3 separate regions of the Mus musculus genome follow, and all the other regions are linked to region 2. Evidence: chromatin contacts called from public HiChIP or PLAC-seq and promoter capture Hi-C data. All regions are on one chromosome and are shown on one strand. The core of a region is the stretch at or near the end of the contact, and the rest is flanking DNA. Distances in the headings are between cores, read along the strand shown. Region 1 holds the start of Ovca2 (candidate tumor suppressor in ovarian cancer 2). Region 2 overlaps Rpa1 (replication protein A1). Region 3 overlaps Slc43a2 (solute carrier family 43, member 2).

Region 1 (3,834 bases), core at 1,273-3,772, 140 kb after region 2:
CTGTCATGATTGCCAACCCTAATATACCTGCTTACCGGTATGGGCTGGGGAGGGCTGACCATGTATGGCAGGATGAGAGCCTCTGCCCTGGAGGCCCTCATTAGGCTGAACTACCCCTTCATTCCCTGGTCACTAAATGACTGGGGCACATCTGGAATTTAGACCCAGGAATGCTGTTGCCTACCCGGGAGTCACCCCCAAGCTCTTAAAACACTCCCTTGCTCTTGCCTGCCCTAGCTGGAGGGCTGATCTCTATGGTTACTGATCTCAGTAATAATCCTTGTTTCCAACTAGGGCCAGATTTCCTAAATCCCTCTTTAGATCTTGTGTCAGGGACCACTTAGCTGACTCTGGGCTGTCACCGTGATCCTGACAACTTTTCCAGGTATGACCCATATGGCAAAGTCCTATCCAGAGAATACTATGACCATCAGCGCATGCAGGCCACTCGCCAGGAAGCCATTGCTGCTGCACGCTCAGCCAAATCCTGGGGCCTTATTCTGGGAACCTTGGGCCGCCAGGGCAGTCCCAAGATCCTGGAGGTGAGAGGCCTGGGCATCAAGAGGAGGGGGCTGACAGGAAAGTAGCTGGAGAAACCAGTAGGCTGAGGTGTCTAGCTTTGGCCACTTCATCTCAGAAGCTCCTGCCTGGCCTCCCTCTCTCGGCAGCACTTGGAATCTCAGCTCAGAAACTTGGGACTTCCTTTCGTGAGGCTGTTGCTCTCTGAGATCTTCCCCAGCAAGCTCAGTCTACTTCCTGAGGTGGATGTGTGAGTTTCCCCACCTTACCCATGTATGGTGACCAGCTAACGGGAGCTTAGAAAACAGGTTCTGGCCAGCACAGATCAAGAACTTATCTAGCAGGGGCCACCCTTGACCATGGGCCGCCTGCATTGTCTAGCCATCATAGTCTGGTGGGAATGAGTGTAAGAGCACTGTGTACAAACCTTGGTTCTAGATGGGTAGTTACAACTGAACTGTCCCCAGAAGTTGGCTTATGGAGTGAAGGGCTGATGACATGCCCCTTGCTGTGTTTGATTCCATTAAGGTGGATTTTTTTTTCTTTTGCATGTGTGTTAGTTTGTGTGAAGCTTTGGTGTCCACCCCCCCCCCCTTCTCTTTTCCCCTGAAGCAATCCACCTGTCTGGATCTCGTCAGTGCTGGAGTACAAGTGTATATCATATACCACACACACAAATTTTGCCTCTTACTTTAGAAGGTTGTGAGCTACTATGTGGGTGTTGGGAATTGAACTTGAATCCTCTGCAAGAGTAGCCAGCTCCCTCAACCACTAAGCTGTGTGTCCAGCTCCACTTTTGCTTTTAATGCAATGGTTTTGGGAGTTAAGGTCAAGTCCTAGGCTTACAGGGCAATCAGAGTTACCTTCCCAACAGTATATAGTTGGATCAGTGCAATCTGTTGACAAGTGGACATACTGAGATACTGAGACACCGTTATGTTCTTCAGTGTGGTACCCCAGAGAGAGGTGACCTTCATGTCACATCTTAACTGACTTATCTCCCTAGGTGGGTGCAGGTGGCATGTCCACGCCTCTCCATTGACTGGGGTTCAGCCTTTCCCAAGCCACTGCTGACACCGTACGAGGTAACAGCCACATTTTGAAAATCTTTGTATTTCCTGTTGAGGGAGGGTTGTGAGATGGCTGGCATGGGTAAGCAGCACGTAGGGTTGCAGGTTCTGAGATCGAGCCACCATCTTGCTGTGTAGTTTTTGTTTATATTTAAGAGTTGCTGGGAGATGTGAGCCAACACACCTGACTCGCTGTGTAGCTGCGACTCTCTTCACTTCACTCTTCCTTTCTGAAGGATGATAATACACTCCCTTCATAGACCCTGGTCAAATTTGCTAATGCAGGGACAAAAAAAGAAAGAAAGAGAGAGAGAGAGAGAGAGAGAGAGAGAGAGAGAGAGAGAGAGAGAGAGAGAGAGAGAGAGGAAGGAAGGAAGGGAGAAAGAAGAAAGAGAGAGAAAGAATATCATTGTCTTTTCTCCCCTAGGCAGCTGTGGCCCTGAAGGACATTTCTTGGCAGCAACCCTACCCCATGGACTTCTACTCTGGCAGCTCCTTAGGGCCATGGACAGTGAACTACGGTCGGGACCGAGCACCTCGGGGTCTCTGCCAGCCTGCATCTGACAAGGTAGCCCACTTTAAGCAGGGCTGAGAGGCAGCCTACAGGCGTGACGTGGTCCACCGCCGCCGCCCTGAGGACAGCGGGGGAAATGCAAGGGAGCCGGGTGGAGGTTGCAGTAGAGAGACTTGAATCTATCTGCTACCTCAGGTGCAGCAAGGGTCCAGAGGCGGCTCTCCAGCCCCAGCCTGTGAGAGTTGCAACTGCGCAGACCAGAAGGCTACTTCGCCGGCTCCCTGAGAGGGCCAGAGCAGCAGGTATTTGCAGCCACGCCCCACCTTTTTGTTTTAGGAGAGCCCCGCCTTAGGGGTGTTCCCCGCACGGGCCCTGCCCCCTTGCCGGTTCTACTTCCGCCTGGGAAGGCCTGCTTCCGGTCGGTCTGCAGTATGGCGGCACGGCAGACCCTGCGAGTGCTGTGTCTAGCCGGCTTCCGGCAGAGCGAGCGGGGCTTCCGTGAGAAGACCGGAGCGCTGAGGAAGACGCTGCGGGGTCGGGCAGAGCTTGTGTGCCTCAGCGGACCTCACCCGGTCCCCGAGGCAGCGGCTCCCGAGGGTTCGTGTCCAGACTCGGGTGAGACTTGCTGGACCCCTTCGCACACCTGGACCTCAGTTCTCACCTAGCGCCTTTAACTCCGGCTCTAGTCTGAGCTCCCAGGTTTCCTCCTTTATCTGTGTCCAGGCCATTCCAGGTCCCTCCCGCCCCCCAAGTCCCCTGGCTGCACTTTCCCAAGCTCTGCCTTTTTCTTCTCACCATCTCTAACCCTGGGCCTGTGCTCTTCTCCCATCTGCTTCTAGGGCCCTGTTCTCCGGAGGAGCAGCCTCGAGGCTGGTGGTTTTCTGAGGAGGAAGCCGATGTTTTCTCTGCTCTGGAAGAGTCCACAGTGTGCAGGGGTCTGCAGGAGGCCCTGGAAACGGTGGCACGGGCCCTTGACACGCTGGGGCCGTTTGATGGACTTCTTGGCTTCAGCCAGGGGGCTGCACTAGCAGCTTATGTGTGTGCCCTGGGCCAGGCAGGCGATCCTCGCTTCCCCTTGCCAAGATTTATTATACTTGTGTCGGGGTTCTGTCCCCGAGGCCTTAAGGAACCTATCTTGCAGAGCCCCATGTCACTGCCTTCACTTCATGTTTTTGGGGATACTGATCGAGTCATCCCTTCTCAGGAGAGTATGCAATTGGCTAGCCGATTCCTTGGAGCCGTCACCCTCACCCACTCCGGTGGTCACTTCATTCCAGCAGCTGCATCTCAGCGTCAGGCCTACCTTAAGTTCTTGGACCAGTTTGCAGAATGAAGGATGGACAAATGTCTCCGCACTGCTCCCACTTTGTCCAGCAGCTCTCCCCTGTCTCCTCACCATGGCTAGTTAAGACAACTGTCAGTTCTCAGGACACACATAAGCCCAGAGAGCCTGTGAGAAGACAGGGGTGGGCAGGCAGGGGCTGGCACCCCTGTGACTGACAGACAATAAAGCGATGCTTTAGATGTTGAATGCCTTTCTCCTGCTGCCCCGATCCTGGGGCAGCACCAAACCAAACCCAAGGACACATTTTTGGTGGAAGTCATTTATTGTTTTGTATCTTTAAATTCGGCTTATTGTGTGTATGGGTGCAGACTTGTGGAGATCAGAGGATAAGTGCGGGGAGTTGATTCAACCATGTGGGTTCTTTCTGAGCTCTGATCATTTGACTT
Region 2 (4,028 bases), core at 611-3,110:
TGGGATACAGGCAAGGGACTACCCGGACTTAGCGACTGCTAGGCAGGTACTCTACTAAATGAGCTACACCCCCAGCCTCAGATTATCAGTTGGAGACTTATCATTGTATTATGTTCAACTAAAAATTATAACTGTAATTCTTATAAAAAATGAAAATTCTATGTTAGAATAGGTACATGTGTTGGGTTTTTGGTTTTTTTTTTTTTTTTTTTTTTTTTTGGTTTTTCGAGACAGGGTTTCTCTGTGTAGCCCTGGCTGTCCTGGAACTCACTTTGTAGACCAGGCTGGCCTCGAACTCAGAAATCCGCCTGCCTCTGCCTCCCGAGTGCTGGGATTAAAGGTATGCGCCACCACACCCGGCCTTGTTTTTTTAATTGTAGTAAAATATATGTTTACTGTTCAACTTTGAGATGGGGGTCTACCTATGGTACCTATGCTGGCCTTGACCTCCAGCTTCAATGAGTCTTGTGGCTCAGCCTCCTGGGTAGCTGTGGCTATGAGCAGATGCCACTGCAGCGGGCCGCTTGCCGTGGTTACACGGCACAGTGTCTTCTGTGGTTACAGGCTCCCTTACTGAACTTAGAGCTCAGGTTGGGCTGCCTGGCTATTGAGGCCTGGGATCTGCCTACCTCTGCTCCCTGCCTAGTCCGTCCTCACCTCTCTAGCACGCACGCCCCATGTGGGAACAAAACTCGGGTCTTTATGTTTTCTCTACCAACCAAGCCGGCTCCTCAGTTATCTTTTTATAGAAATTGAGTCGAGTGACCATATCCAGTTCAGTCAGACATGCGCAGCAGAAATGGTTCTGAGAATGAGGCTCCTACCTCAGGTAATTTGGAGACTGTAGAAAAGGAGAGGCTGGGGAAAGGGCTCAGCAGGTAAAGGCATCTGTCAAGCCCGGTGCCTTTGTGCCATCCCTAGGACTCTGGTGGAAGGAGACCCGATTCCCTCAGGATGGTCTCTGCCCTCCACATAGCTGCAAGCACCTTCGTGAGGTGCACATACCAGCAAATACCACATTCTTTTTAAAGAAGGCAAGAACTTCGCTGGAAGATAGGTCACCTTTTAAACTGTGTCTTATGCAGCAGGTCACTGTGTGCTCATTTCTACTTTCCTTCAGTGTACTACTGAGCAACTCACCTTTCTCTTGCTGATTTTAAAAATGCTTCACATAGACTGAACTGGGCTGGGTGTCTGAGTTGAGTGATAATGGGAAGGCTGAGCTGTAAAGGAAGGGCTCATTGTCAGTAGCCTGGGCCCCTCTCCTATGTAAATAGGTGTCTCACTTTTTCTCTCTGTAGGATGAACTAAAGCATAATCAATTCTATTTAATCTTCTCAACTTTGTGCTGAATGTATTTGTCTCCAGCAACACAATTACGTCTCATTCCTTGAGCTACTTAAGAGTAATTTTGCCAAAAATGAATTCCATGGGCATGTAGCATGCCCGGTGAGTTGGGACCTCAGGAGGCCCAGCAGGAGTTAGAACTTACAGTTGGAGAAGGGAGAGCCTCAGTGGCAAGGGAGACTTCCTGCCTGTGCGCACCAGTTTTAGTGTTTCAGGAGCTCTGGGACATTTTTTTTTTTTTAGCTGCCTTTGTCATCTACAAGCACTCCAGGTGAGCAGCCTAAACGAGGCTGGCTTCAGCCTTCAGAGCCAATCACAGAAGTAAAATCAAACCCCATAAACTCGTTATTTTAGAAATAGTGGTAGGCAATTTACAATGTTAACATTCTTCAACTTGGTAAACATTTGTATAAAGGGTGAAGGGCAAATACACACTCCGACAGGGTGGCGCGTCTTATTTGCTGCTTTAGAAGCGTGCTCGGTCCCCCTCCTTTTTATCTCCCTGTTGCCTTGACACGGCTGCTTCTGAACTCTGTTCTCATCTCTCCCTGCTGTGACAGTTCACTAGCACTTCACGGTACCTGAGACTCTTTCAACTCATATTTTCCACCAGCTGTCAGTTGCAAAATAAGGTTGCTTTGTTTGGGGGAAAGGGTAGAACCCTTTGTAAACGTCTCCTTTTCCTTTGAAGCCAAAGCACTTGAGAGACAATTGAACTGCTTTTAGGTTTTCCTTACCACCCTGCTTTCTCTTCTAATGGATCCTGCCACGAACACACCGTCCTGTTGATGACATCGATTTGTTGCTATGGAAATAGTGGTAGTATCACAGATTGAGCCCAGTGACTTTACTGCAGGTTCTTGAAGGAGAAATGGGCAAGGCTTCAGGGAGAACCTCATTAAAACTGAAAGCTGTCAATTCTAAACAGTTGAAAGGGAAATGGAACCAGTCTTTACTATGCGCAGACAAAAAAGTGAGCCCTTTGCAGACACAGGGTGTGCAGCGTGGTGCAGTCTGCTCCTCTAAGAGCCAAAGGTGGGTTTTCCTAAGGTATTTACTGCTGGTGTTGAAATCTCTTGACTGGGTTTGCACTGAATTGGCCTGTTTTGATCTCCAGGATATGGGCAGCAGCAGCAGCAGCAGCAGCAGCAGCAGCAGCAAGCAGTCCCTTCCCCAGCCTCTGCAGCGACACCACCAGCCAGCAAGCCCCAGCCACAGAATGGGAGTCTGGGAATGGGTAAGATGGGACCCAAGAGATGGAAGTTAGGGGTCAAGGTTGAAGCAGTGTTTGAAAATTCACTGAGCCTGAGTCAGGCAGAGTAGCCTAGGCCAGCACTTGGGAGGTGGAGACAGGGGAATCAGAAGTTCAAGGTCATCTTCCACTATTTAGCAGGTTCCAGGCCAGTTTGGATTACATGAAACAGGCTCGGAAAACAAACAACAGGAACAAAAACTCCATTCATAGTAGAATTGCAAAGAATAATTCCAATTATTGCATATTTTTTAATACTTATTTATTTATTTACTTATTATATGTAAGTACACTTGTAGCTGCCTTCAGACACTCCAGAAGACCGTATCAGATTTTGTTATGGATGGTTGTGAGCCACCATGTGGTTGTTGGGATTTGAACTCAGGACCATTGGAAGAGCAGTCGGTGCTCTTAACCGCTGAGCCATCTCACCAGCCCGAGTATTTTTTTTATAAAGGTAGTTAAAATACACTGTTCCTGACTCCTCTTAGTTGATGCTTTATCTGGTAGTCGCTCGCTTTCACCTTACATTCTGTGCCTTTTTGTGAAATTTCTTTTAAATCCCCACCTTTCCCCACCTACCATGCATTTGTTACATTTGGCTTTTCTGTCCAAGTTTCTCCTCTGACTTTGTAACTCTCATGGGACTTTATCATCTCTTTAGACATAGCATTCATTACCTTTGGCATGGAGACCCTCCTGCCTGCCTCCAGAGTGCTGGGGTTGTTGGCCATGGCTTCTATGTCTTCATCTCTCTTTCCTAACTTATTGGTTCTTTGTAAGTTTCACATCATGCACCCCGATCCCACTCACCCCTGTTCCCTTGTACCTGCCCTCCACCCTTGCAGCCTCTCCGCTAGAAGAAAAATAATCTGACTGTGGAAGCTGTAGTGTGTGACATTGTGTCCCAGGTGGAAGCTGTAGTGTGTGACTTTTTGTCCCAGGTGGAAGCTGTAGTGTGTGACACTGTGTCCCAGAGTGCACCCTTTTGTCCACACATCTTCATGATGTTCATCATGGTGAAGTTGTTGGTTTTGTTCGAGGCCTCTGGCTTCTGCTACACGCTCACTGGGACTCCTTCTCAGATATCCTGTTGTCCTGTATCACGGAGATCATTGGGCACAGCTCTGCTGTGCTGCCCGGGGACTTGAGGTTACAGGGCCTCTCCCTCCTTCCCCCCAGCTTCTCTGTAGCAGGTCTGGATGGGATCATTTTGATTACTTCCTGGGCTTTGTTTTAGGACCCTTTTCTGGGACACCATCCTTGAACATAGTGATCTGTGGAACACGACTAGATTTACTTGTAGAGGTTTTTTCTTGGTTTTTCTTACCATATCATACTCACCTCCTCTCCTCCCTCTTCAACTCTGCTTTTCTATTTCAATTACATGAATTCCTTCTCTTTAACCAACTTCTAGCTTTTTAAAAAT
Region 3 (3,898 bases), core at 31-2,530, 250 kb before region 2:
CCTTGAACCCACAGAGATTCACCTGCCTCTGCCACCTGAGTGCTGGATATTGAATGCACAGGGGAAGAAGAGAACCAACTCCTGACCACTGTGTGCTACTTCCACGCTAGCAGCAAGCATCTCTTCCTGCTGAGTTGGTCCCATCGAAAGGTTTTTTTATTTCAGTGAAATACCAGAAGATTAAGCTGCGTGTGACGTAGTTCCAGTCCCGGGCTGAGACAGGAGGACCACCTACTGTCTGAAGCCAACCCTGTCTACCAAGTAAGTCCCATGCCAGCCTAGTCTACCACATCTCAAAAACAAAACAAAACAAAACAAAACAAAAACAAAAAATGTTCTACTAGGTAGGGTGGTTCACACTTGTAGTCATAGCTACAGGAGACTAAAGCAGGCAGGTACCTGGAGAGGCTAAACAGCAGCGAGCAAGGCTCATCTAGATCTACTGCCCCTAACCCATGCAGGCCTCCAATGTGCCCTGCAACCTCAGAGGACTCTGAACCTTGCCTTTCCACTTCCACCTCTGAGTGCTGGGATCACAGGCAGTCATCGCTGTGCAACTTATGTGGTGCAAGTGCCATGAGCGCTAAGAAAGCACTCTACCATCAAGACCCCCTATATTACCAAAAAAAAAAAAAAATTGTTCCAGGGGTATAAAGTTAGGAAATTATAGCCAGGCAGTGGTGGTGTACAACTTTGATCCTGCAACCTCTCGAGAAGCAGAAGCAGGCAGATCTCTGTGAGTTCGAGGCCAGCCTGGTCTACAGAGTGAGTTCCAGGACAGCCAGGGCTACACAGAGAAACAGTCTCAAAAAAGAAAAAAACCAAAACCAAAACCAAAACAAACAAATAAAAAAGTTAGGGAACTATCATTAGATTAAACAAAGCTTAAGGTCTTCTCCTCCTAAGGCCCTGAGGTCATTACCAAGGCCCATCATGATTTTTTTTTTGCTCATTACATTCGGCTTCTTTCCACTTCTCCCCTCTGAGAAGCCATTAGTTGCCAGGAGCTTTTCCCTCTGTGAAAGCCAGCCTTCCTGTCCCTGCGGATAACTGGTATTTGGCCCCTTGCAAGGACTGCGTTATCTTTCCCTGGGTAAAAACAAGTTAGCCAACAAAAGAAAGTGGCAGGCCGGTGAGACTGCCAACAAAGATTTGCCACCGAGTGTGTTTGTCCTGCTTGCTCAGGATGACTAAAGCTGACTCAGCCAGGCCTGGGGAAGTCCTGACTTTCTCTGCGCAGCAAAGCCCCTCGTCAGCTCAAGACCTGCTACTGTTTTCCTGTGGGTTATCAGTTCTGTTTCCCAGAGTGAACAAGCCTCAACTGGAGTACTTCGTTCCTGGGAAGCCTCTGTTTTCCCTGGTTCCCAGGGCAGGACATCGATCATAGAGTAGGCCCCCACTGACCCGTAGTCCTCAGTCGGGACAAAGGTCCTCCCTCAGCCCCCAGGTTGTCCAAGTGCCAAGCTAGTCCCTTTGGATCAGGGATGTGACGGGTGGGGCTGGGCTGCTGTCTTCGGCTCTGGGTCGTGTTCTCAGCAGACAGCCCGCAGTCCTCCCCACTGGCACTGAAAGCATTCACCCCACACCCGAAACACAGCGCTATTTCAGTCCTCTCCCTCCTTAGCCGGGAAAACCCTGATGGGGACATGAAAGAACAGTCAAGCTGGCCGTGACAAGACAAGCCAGCAGGGCCTCAGACACGGCAACTTCACAGCCCTACTGATGTGATCTAGGTCACAAAGTACATAAGCTGGAGGGGACGGAGGGCTTTATTGGGCTGGTGAGAGTAGCAGCACTGCCCTACCCTGGAGGGATGCATCAAGGAAGGCCCAGAGGTATGTGTGTGTGTGTGTGTGTGTGTGTGTGTGTGTGTGTGTGTGTAGTGGGGGACACTTACCTGTCTTCTGGTCCCCCCTGACCAGGAACTCAAGGATGCTGTTCATAGCCCCCATGTAGAAGATAAGTCGCAGCTGTGTGACACACATGGTGACCAGGCTGAGCACCAGGAGGGGGCTGAACACACTGTGCATAAACGATGGGGCCGCTGTGGGAAGAAGGCATAAAGCTCAGGTTCAGGAAATATGGCCCATCCAGCACCCAGGGCCTGGGGAAGGGACGAAGGCTCAGTGTGTGGACTATGCTGGCGGTGAGGGACAGTGAAGAGCCCCGCTGAGGTCTGTGGTCTTGATGCTCATCAGCAGACCCCCTAAGCTCTGCGGAACTCAGTGTAACCAGGTCCCTCTCCCCCTTTAAGACAGAATAGGTATGCAGTGAGAAGATACCCAGAGTCTCAGTCAGTGATTACCAATCAAGGGGGCTGTGGGCTAGACCTGCAGTGTAAATGCAGCTACCCTCCCCCTGCCCCCGGGTCTCTTGGGCCAACCTGGATAGGGACAGTCATGTTTTGGGTACCTGCAGCATCAGGCTGGCACTTCACCTCCAGGTCCACAGTGGACAGACACAGCTTGTGGCCCTCCTGCAGGGCGGCTTGCTCCTTGGCAGTCCGCATAGAGCTGCCCACGCTCAGACGGCGCCCCACTGTGGTCACCTGCTTGTAGAACTGCTTCCCTGTGATCTTGTGGTCAAAGCCTAGCCAGCTGAACTTGATCTTCACCCTAGCAGCCATAGGAAGGGTGTTTGTAGGTTGCTGCCCGGTCCCTGGCTGGTGTGAGGGTAGGGCAGAGAGCATGCCTAACTTACGAGTAGTCCATGTCCTCTGGGCCTGGGAAGGGCTCGAGTGGCCAGTTGAAGAAACAGTTGAAAAAAACCAGGCCAGAGCAGCCAGCCCAGACCACTAGGATGCCAATGAAGGAGGCGCCAGCGTCGTAGATGAGCTGTCAGAAGAGGGAGCAGTGTTATCAATGGGAAACCAGAATGGGCATTGGGCAGGGGACAGTTGGGAGCTCTCACTGTGCTGGGCCATATAGAGAGGCTCAACCCTGTGATCTGAGCTGTTTGGCTATTAGAACCCCATGCTCTGATAATCCCAACCTGTCTGAACCTAGAATCCAATTTGAATCAAATGTCACCATCTTGAAAGGTGACTGAGTTATTGCTGTCATGTCTGCCTTGCTGGGTCACAGTAAACAGTCCTGGCTAAGACTTTTCTGCTTCTTCTGAGTGTTTTTCCCCCTCTGTTTTGAGACAGGTTCTCGTGTAGCCCTGGCTGGCTTCAAACTCTTGATCCTCCTGCCTCCGCATCCAGAGTGTTGGGATCACAGGCAGCCTAGCCATTCTGTTTGACTGTCTAGTTCCCCAAGGACAGGAACCTGCCGGCCTCATCCACTGATACTTCTCTAAGTATACACAGGGCAGGTGCTCCAGACACTCAGGAGACCAACTGACTTAGCTCCTTTGGTGCCTCTGTGAAACAGGTATTGATGCTATACTTGGAGAGTGCTTCAGCAGGATTAGTGGTGATCCTGGCAGAGGGCAGAGAGCCAAGCATTCCAGCACCAATTGATACCATTTCTTTCTTTCTATTTTTTTTTCCTCTTCCCTACTCTCTTTTCTTTCCAAGACAGTGTTTTTCTGTGTAGCCCAGGCTGTTCTGGAACTCACTCTGTAGACCAGGCTGGCCTCGAACTCAGAAATCCACCTGCTTCTGCCTCCCAAGTGCTGGGATTAAAGGCTTGCGCCACCACTGCCCAGCTCTTTTCTTTGTACCAGAAATTGAACTTGGGGCCTCCCATGTGCTTGCCAACTATCTAACAGTGAACTTTACTCATGGTCCTTAAAAAAGCTGAGATAAGTAGAGACTTAACTTGCCCAGGCTGCCCTTGAACGTTCCATGCCCTCCTGCCTCAGCCTTCTCAGTAGTTGTCATTACAGGCCCATGCCCCTAGGCCTGTCTTGATCATCCCCATTTCATCCCAACGTGAGGTCCTCTAAGTGCCTT

The links. HiChIP or PLAC-seq counts read pairs in DNA pulled down with a chosen protein or histone mark. Capture Hi-C pulls out chosen DNA fragments and counts their contacts.
Region 1: a contact with region 2 is called in an H3K27ac HiChIP or PLAC-seq map of double positive thymocytes, with 2.7 times the contacts expected there. The contact joins the promoter of Ovca2 here to the enhancer-like site in region 2. A contact is called at or near these places in 18 of 39 promoter capture datasets (3T3-L1-derived adipocytes, the C10 cell line, the HPC-7 cell line and 12 more), 1 of 15 datasets of contacts at CTCF or cohesin (embryonic stem cells), 4 of 484 Hi-C or Micro-C datasets (CD4 T cells, the G1E-ER4 cell line, bone marrow-derived macrophages and 1 more), 23 of 115 datasets of contacts at active chromatin or transcription factors (the 230-238 cell line, bone marrow-derived macrophages, craniofacial prominence and 14 more) and 4 of 9 other capture datasets (adipose tissue, liver, macrophages and 1 more).
Region 3: a promoter capture Hi-C map of pancreatic islet shows a contact between it and region 2. The contact joins two enhancer-like sites. A contact is called at or near these places in 2 of 484 Hi-C or Micro-C datasets (CD8 T cells and cerebral cortex), 3 of 115 datasets of contacts at active chromatin or transcription factors (double positive thymocytes, embryonic limb bud and embryonic stem cells) and 1 of 9 other capture datasets (pancreatic islet).

What each region holds. Positions count from the first base shown.
Region 1 is chr11:75,177,496-75,181,329 of GRCm38.p6, reverse strand. It overlaps Ovca2 (candidate tumor suppressor in ovarian cancer 2), which reads left to right and starts at 2,522. Exons shown (of 2, transcript NM_027136.3): 1 at 2,522-2,718; 2 at 2,943-3,834. The coding sequence starts at 2,535. The coding sequence ends at 3,436. It overlaps Dph1 (diphthamide biosynthesis 1), which reads left to right. Exons shown (of 13, transcript NM_144491.2): 7 at 1-37; 8 at 386-542; 9 at 669-769; 10 at 1,526-1,604; 11 at 2,017-2,157; 12 at 2,299-2,405; 13 at 2,943-3,687. The coding sequence ends at 2,388.
Region 2 is chr11:75,316,968-75,320,995 of GRCm38.p6, reverse strand. Rpa1 (replication protein A1) reads left to right here. Exons shown (of 17, transcript NM_026653.2): 6 at 2,465-2,584. Among named protein-coding and RNA genes, the nearest start is that of Rpa1, 29 kb to the left of the region's middle. Within about 2 kb of position 1,860, at least 33 of the 459 cell types and tissues checked have an H3K27ac peak or open chromatin away from gene starts, as enhancers often do. A contact at or near this core is called in the G1E-ER4 cell line, double positive thymocytes and pancreatic islet, where this site is marked.
Region 3 is chr11:75,561,708-75,565,605 of GRCm38.p6, reverse strand. It overlaps Slc43a2 (solute carrier family 43, member 2), which reads right to left. Exons shown (of 14, transcript NM_001199283.1): 7 at 2,701-2,834; 8 at 2,413-2,615; 9 at 1,898-2,044. Among named protein-coding and RNA genes, the nearest start is that of Mir3971, 12 kb to the right of the region's middle. Within about 2 kb of position 1,280, at least 125 of the 459 cell types and tissues checked have an H3K27ac peak or open chromatin away from gene starts, as enhancers often do. A contact at or near this core is called in pancreatic islet, where this site is marked.